2 separate regions of the Mus musculus genome follow, and region 2 is linked to region 1. Evidence: chromatin contacts called from public promoter capture Hi-C data. All regions are on one chromosome and are shown on one strand. Each heading gives the region's core, a stretch centred on a gene start, on an enhancer-like site or on the middle of the called end of the contact. The rest is flanking DNA. Distances are from core to core; before and after follow the strand shown. Region 1 holds the start of Septin3 (septin 3). Region 2 overlaps Arfgap3 (ADP-ribosylation factor GTPase activating protein 3).

What was found. Promoter capture Hi-C pulls out the DNA fragments that hold promoters and counts their contacts.
Region 2: a promoter capture Hi-C map of liver shows a contact between it and region 1, with 3 times the contacts expected there. The contact joins the enhancer-like site here to the promoter of Septin3 in region 1. A contact is called at or near these places in 2 of 39 promoter capture datasets (hippocampal neurons and liver), 1 of 115 datasets of contacts at active chromatin or transcription factors (embryonic forebrain) and 1 of 9 other capture datasets (embryonic stem cells).

Annotation. Positions count from the first base shown.
Region 1 is chr15:82,267,401-82,270,335 of GRCm38.p6, reverse strand. Septin3 (septin 3) reads right to left here and starts at 1,534. Exons shown (of 12, transcript NM_001368785.1): 1 at 1,269-1,534. All of the region lies in intron 2 of Gm52180 (a long non-coding RNA gene), which reads left to right.
Region 2 is chr15:83,304,300-83,307,182 of GRCm38.p6, reverse strand. It overlaps Arfgap3 (ADP-ribosylation factor GTPase activating protein 3), which reads left to right. Exons shown (of 16, transcript NM_001357756.1): 14 at 212-302. Among named protein-coding and RNA genes, the nearest start is that of Gm32788, 9.0 kb to the right of the region's middle. Within about 2 kb of position 1,387, at least 94 of the 459 cell types and tissues checked have an H3K27ac peak or open chromatin away from gene starts, as enhancers often do. A contact at or near this core is called in embryonic stem cells and liver, where this site is marked.

The DNA of each region.
Region 1 (2,935 bases), core at 285-2,784:
CGGGGGAGGTGAGGGCTGCCAGTAGAGAGTGGTATCGCATCCGTCTCTCTGAAGTTTGGAACAGGAGAAGCAGGATGCAAGGGGGCTCTTGTTCTGCCTTAAGGGATGGCTTTAGCCTATCATCTCTGGCCATGTATTTCTCTCAACTGTCCAGCCTCTCTGCCTCTTCTCCATTAGGCATATCCCTGCCGCCCTGACCTCTCTTGCCCACTGTTCCCACCACATGCACCTGGGCACACCGTGTTCACCCTTCGCTTAGCCACAGACCCAAGGACCAGAACTCCTGAGGTCACCTTGTTCTTGTGTCACTAGATCCTTGCCTCCTCAGTGAGCCCCGTGTCCTGTGAACACCTTGGTTCTACCCTCCCCACATACCCACACACACACACACACACACACACACACACAAACAGGCAGGCACACCTACCTGGATCAGAAGACAGAAAAGAAGCCGGTGGTTTTCAGTCAAGGAAGCTGACCTCTTGCAGACCCCACCCACTCCTCTGCACCCAGAGGCTAGCCATGTGGCCGGGCTCAGAGACCTCTCTTCTCTGGGTCCTCTCTTGAGCTTTCACTAAGCCTCCTGATCATAGTCCACTAGCTGAGGGCCCAGTTCTCCCCTGACCTGTCCCTCTCGCTGGACTGGGCTCCGGGCAGGGAGGCTCTGGCCTCTTGAGAGTGGGTGGCAGTGAATGGCTGCTCTGAGTCTCTGGAATCCTACAGAGCTATGGGCGTCAGCCAGCTGAGCTGCCCTATACGCGCAGAGCCACCTAGGGAGGGGATGGCACATAACCCATGTGTCCTTGTCTCCAAGACTGGACCCTTGAGAAGTGTCACCAGTAAGAGAGAACTGAGCTACTCCAACGGTGATGTCCCTGTTTGTCTCATGCCCTCCCACTTTCCCTCTGCAACCACCTAAGACTTTGCTGACCCCAGGGCCATCTGTGTCCATGCTCCTGCGGTTGTGCTTCATGTTGGGATTTCTGTGTATACAACTGTACCCTTCAAATCCATTCTCTGAGACCCATCCTGCTTCAGACAGATCCTCTGCTAAGTAAGACTCGGGGTATGAAGCTAGCCAGCCCCGGGCCAGACCTCAAAGAAATCCACAGACCTACCCCAGCTGTCTCTGGTGAGGCAGATCCTCAGCAGCCTGTGGCCACTGGGCTAAGAACCTTTTCCTGGGTTCCCCAGCACCAGGCTGCTCTGTCACATGATAGTATGAGAAGGACCGTGGTGGGAAGAGACGCCATTGGCTGGGTACTTACTCTGTGCCAGGGACTGAGCCAGGCTGGAGAAACTCAGAGTCTTCTGCCAAAGCCAGGCCCGTAAGCAGATGGGCACAGCATCTCAGCCACAGAGTGCAGGCCACAGACGTGCCCTAAACACTCACTCTGAGCCAGGAGCCAAGCCCAACGTTCTCTTGGCATGTCCTCGACCCATCATCTTGCCACTTCCTTTCTGCCATACCCCACAACACTGGGGGCTCTGGCCTGCTTTCCTGTGAGCTGCTCGCCTTGGCGAGTGAGCTTCTGGCCGGCCAATAGAACTTTCTGTGATAATGGAAATGTTCTATGTGTCCACTGTCCAATAAAATAGCCACCAGCCACAGGCGGCTCCCGAGCACTTACCACTATTCTATGATGACCAAGGACCTGGATTTTTTTTTTCAATTTTATTTCATTTGAATGTCCATCTACCATATTGGACAGCAAAGTCCTGAAAGACGCAGATCTTATCCTTCTCTGGGTCCCAGGGCCTAACAAGAATCACTCAGCATGTTTCTCACAGTGACTGAATGATGAACGTGTGGGCCCAGGATCCTCTTCTCTTCTCATCCCATTCTCATCCCTCTGAGCCTTAGGTTGCCATAGCTGGCTATGCCCTGGTTACCAGGCAACCTGCAAGCAATCACAGTGGAGGGGGAGGGGCGCTGTCTGAGTTCTTTCCCCTCCCTACATGTTTTGAGGCCCTGAGAAAAGAAAGAGGTGGCAAAATCAGCCTGGACACCCTGGGGAGCCGGCTCTGTAGGGCCTACACTGCCTTATTACCTCCTGGAGATCAAGCAGCTGGGTGGGGCTGAAGTCAGGGGCCCTGGGTTCTCCTTGCCTGACCACTCATTATAAGACTCCTGTCCAATAGGCCAGGAGGTGGTGGCACACACTTTTAATCCCAGCACTAGGAGGTAGAGGCCGGTATCAGTAAGTTCCAGAACAGCCAGGGCTTTACACAGAAATCCTGTCCCGGAAAAAAACAAGCAAACAAAAAAACCAAACCTAACAACAATAACAAAACCCTCCTAGTTCTCAGCTGTCTTCTCAGTTAGAGATTAGATGCCCTGAAGTGATTTCTTCCAGCCTGAAGATCTAGAATCCACCCCGCCTCCCTCCTTTCAGAGCAAGACCCGCGTCCCATCCATCTCTGTCTTTCGCCTGCTGGTCTGCCTCCTTTCCCTCCAGGGTTGACTGACCATCTCTGAGCAAACCTCTTGTCATTTTTTCTATCTGCAGCCGCTGTAGCCGAGACATTTGTACTCAGCGTCATGTATATAGGTATAGAATACAGTCCTATACATCGAGTACTTACTGAGAATAATTCAAAGGAATTGATCCATTTTGCCTGGGGATTGGTATAGTGACAGAGCTCCCGGCTGACGTGCATAAAACTCTGAGTTCAGTCCCCAGAGCCACAGAAACAACAAAACAGAATAACACCAAATAGATAACATTAATTTGAAAAAAAGAAATTTATTTTAAAATAATTCTTTGGTACACGTAAAAGTTTACCATTTGTTAAAGACAAAGGCAAATTTGCATATTAATGAGGTAGAGATGTTCGTTTGTTTTTATGAAACTAAATCTTAGCTGTTTCAGTGGGTTTTTTCCTAGAACTGATGGATATTTTGATTGTATCATTGGCAATGCTCAGACTGCCA
Region 2 (2,883 bases), core at 138-2,637, 1.0 Mb before region 1:
GGAATAGCTGAGAGCAGAGTGTCAACTCTGGCTGCCCCTCATACTGATCATAATGACAGTGATGTGGGATGTTGCCCCACCCACCTGTGACCTCCATCATCTCCAGGCCCTGGCTTGGGGTGACTGGGAGGTGGAGAACCAAGGGAACAAGCCCACCCCCATCTCTCTTCAGCAGTTCTTGGAGTCTGACTCTGCCTCTATTTCTGCCTAGTTTGAAACCCGGGCGCGGCTGGAGAGGCTCTCCACCAGCTCCTCCATAAGCTCTGCAGACCTTTTTGATGAGCAGAGGAAGCAGACTGCAGGTGAGGCTCACCAGGGCTCCAGGGCATCCCCAGCCCCAGCGCGTGCATCCCCATAGGACCTTCCCTTCCCAAGATTCCACACCCTAGTACCCTAAGCCTTGTCCCTATGTGAGCAATGAGAGCTGAGGTGTCCCCTGAGACGGAAGTCATGACATTTATGCCACAGTGCCCCTGTCATTTGGCAACTTAGTATCAAGATCATTGTTCATAGAGGTGGCAGGGGTTCCTGTGACCTGTGAGATGCCAGCCACTGGCTAGTTGGCCTCTGTCTCTTTCCTGTGGAATGGTTGACCTGAGATACTGTGTACGGTATCAGTCCTGGAGTGAGCCCCAGGAGCCACCTCACAGGCCCTGAGCCCTCAGGATGCACAGGTGGGAAGGAGCGAGTAACTCCGAAAAAGACTCGGTACAGCTTGGGAATTGACAGGTGGAGAGGAAGGGCCTGGCTGCACTGCCTGCTACATCTCTGCATGGGGCGTCTGGTCATCCCCGGGCTGGAGTCCACCCAGGAGCTCAGAGTAGGCCCTTCACTGCCTGGACAGAGCTGTGCCTTCTGCATTGACCTCTGTACCCCCTATCCCGGAAGGCCTACATGAACACCGCGCACAGCCCACCAGGCCACAGGGCGAGCATGAAATGGCAGCAGCCTCTGAGGTCGTTTCAGGAAAAGAACTAAGAGGAAGAGATCTCAGGCGCCAGCGTTGCAGGCTGAGTGCTCTCTGTACGCTGGATTGCACACTTCACAACCTGACTGGCTTTGGTGTGCAGAAGGCCTGAGCATTTGTGTAGGGTAACCATCCTGGTGGCCACACCGTCTCTCAGACATGTGGATCAGACATGTGTATTGGATGCCGCTTCCACAGAGGAGGAGTAGGGTAGTCTCGACTCTCTGGAACTTTCTGTGTGGAGGTTTGGGCCTTAGATACAGCAGCACTAACCAGCTTCCTGGGCCTAAGCCAGGAGAACCATTCTAGGCTGGTGTGTGCTGGCAAAGTGGCTGGCAGGTAGGCAACAGTGTTCAGAGAGACAGGAGGGCCAGCTGGCTGCGCTGGTGCCTGACAGGGCAGAGGCTGCTGTTCTTGGTCAGTCACTGCCCGGTGAAGCTTTAGCTAGGGCCACCCTGACTCCTGGCTTCAGTCTGACCCTCACATCATAGCCTTCTGTCGGGCCAGCTTCCTGCTGGGATGTGACCCTGGCACAAAGGCGCTCCGCCTCCTCAAGGTCTCCCAGCAGAGCGCCTGCCCTGGCAGTGCCGGAGCCAGTCAGACAGCTCAGTCCCAAGGCCAAGGCTGTTGAAGTCTCTGAATGCTTTTCTAATGAATTTCCTGGAACATTTACTCCAAAACATTATTGTTATAAAAACAAAGCGAAACAAAACAAAAAGAAGAAGAAAAAAAAAAAAAACGAGAGAGCTCTTTGAAGGGAACACACCCTTCTGCCCTGCATGTTGTTACAGAGCTCAGGCCAGCTCAGACTTCCTCCTGCCCCAACCACAGAACAAAGGTCCACTGAACTCTGACCCTGGGCCCATAGCAACTCAGTATTGTGAGGTACTCCCTAGGGCGCCAGGCCACCCCTGACTCTGGCGACTATGGCTAGCTGTCTGCCTTGAGCAGAACTTGCCCCTCTACTGAGCCCAGGTAGGTGGGACTGTTGTGGCTGCCTGCCTGAACCCCCCTTACCCCGCCTCCGAGCTGCTGGATGGCCTTACAGAGGACTACTCATTCTATAGACCAGGCCGGCCTCGAACTCGGAGATCTGCCTGCTAAGGATGCCTCATTTGGCATGCATGCACAGCTGCAAAGAGCCTATGCTAGTGTTGGAAGCAGGTCTGTGTGGCCTCATTCCCATCACTCTCGGGTCAGATCAAGCAGGCTGGGGTTCATGGCCCATGTGTGCTTCCTGGGAAGTAGATGCTCTATGAGGCGTGCTAGACATCGTGCATGGTACTCAGGGCTGGTGTCTGCCAGAGAAGGTTGAAAGACTGAGTGGGGAGCTCGGAGATCATCAGAGCCACCAGCGCAGCAGGGCCAGAGAGTGTGTGGGCTGTGGACTGGGCCCTGTGTGGGAAGGATAGAGTGCTCAGGGCCCCAGATGCGAGAGTAGGGGAAAGAGTGACAGCCATGTTAGGGAAAGGCTATTTCCCACTTCCCCGCTTATCCCTTGGTGCTTTTAGCATGTAAGAGTGTGTTGTATGTATGTGTATATGTGTGTGTGCGCGTACCTGTGCACGTGGAGGACAGAGACTGGTGGGAATCTTCCCCCTTCACTCTCCACTCTCCATTCTTTAAGGCAGGTCTCTTAATTGAACCCAGAGCTCACAGATCGGACTAGTCTAACTGGCAGGTTGCTCTGGGAGATCTGCAGTCTCCTCCCTTCAATCTGGAATTACAGGTGGGCTGCCACGCCCATCATGGGCTATGATCCGAACCCCTCCTCACACTTGATGAGTTCTTTATCCAGAGAGCCATCTCCCCAACTGCCCTCCCCCTGCCCAGTGTCTCTTTCAAGGACAGATTGTTCCAGTGTACCGTAAGCTATGGCCCCACATCCTGAACCACCCTCTTGCTGAGCTGCCTCC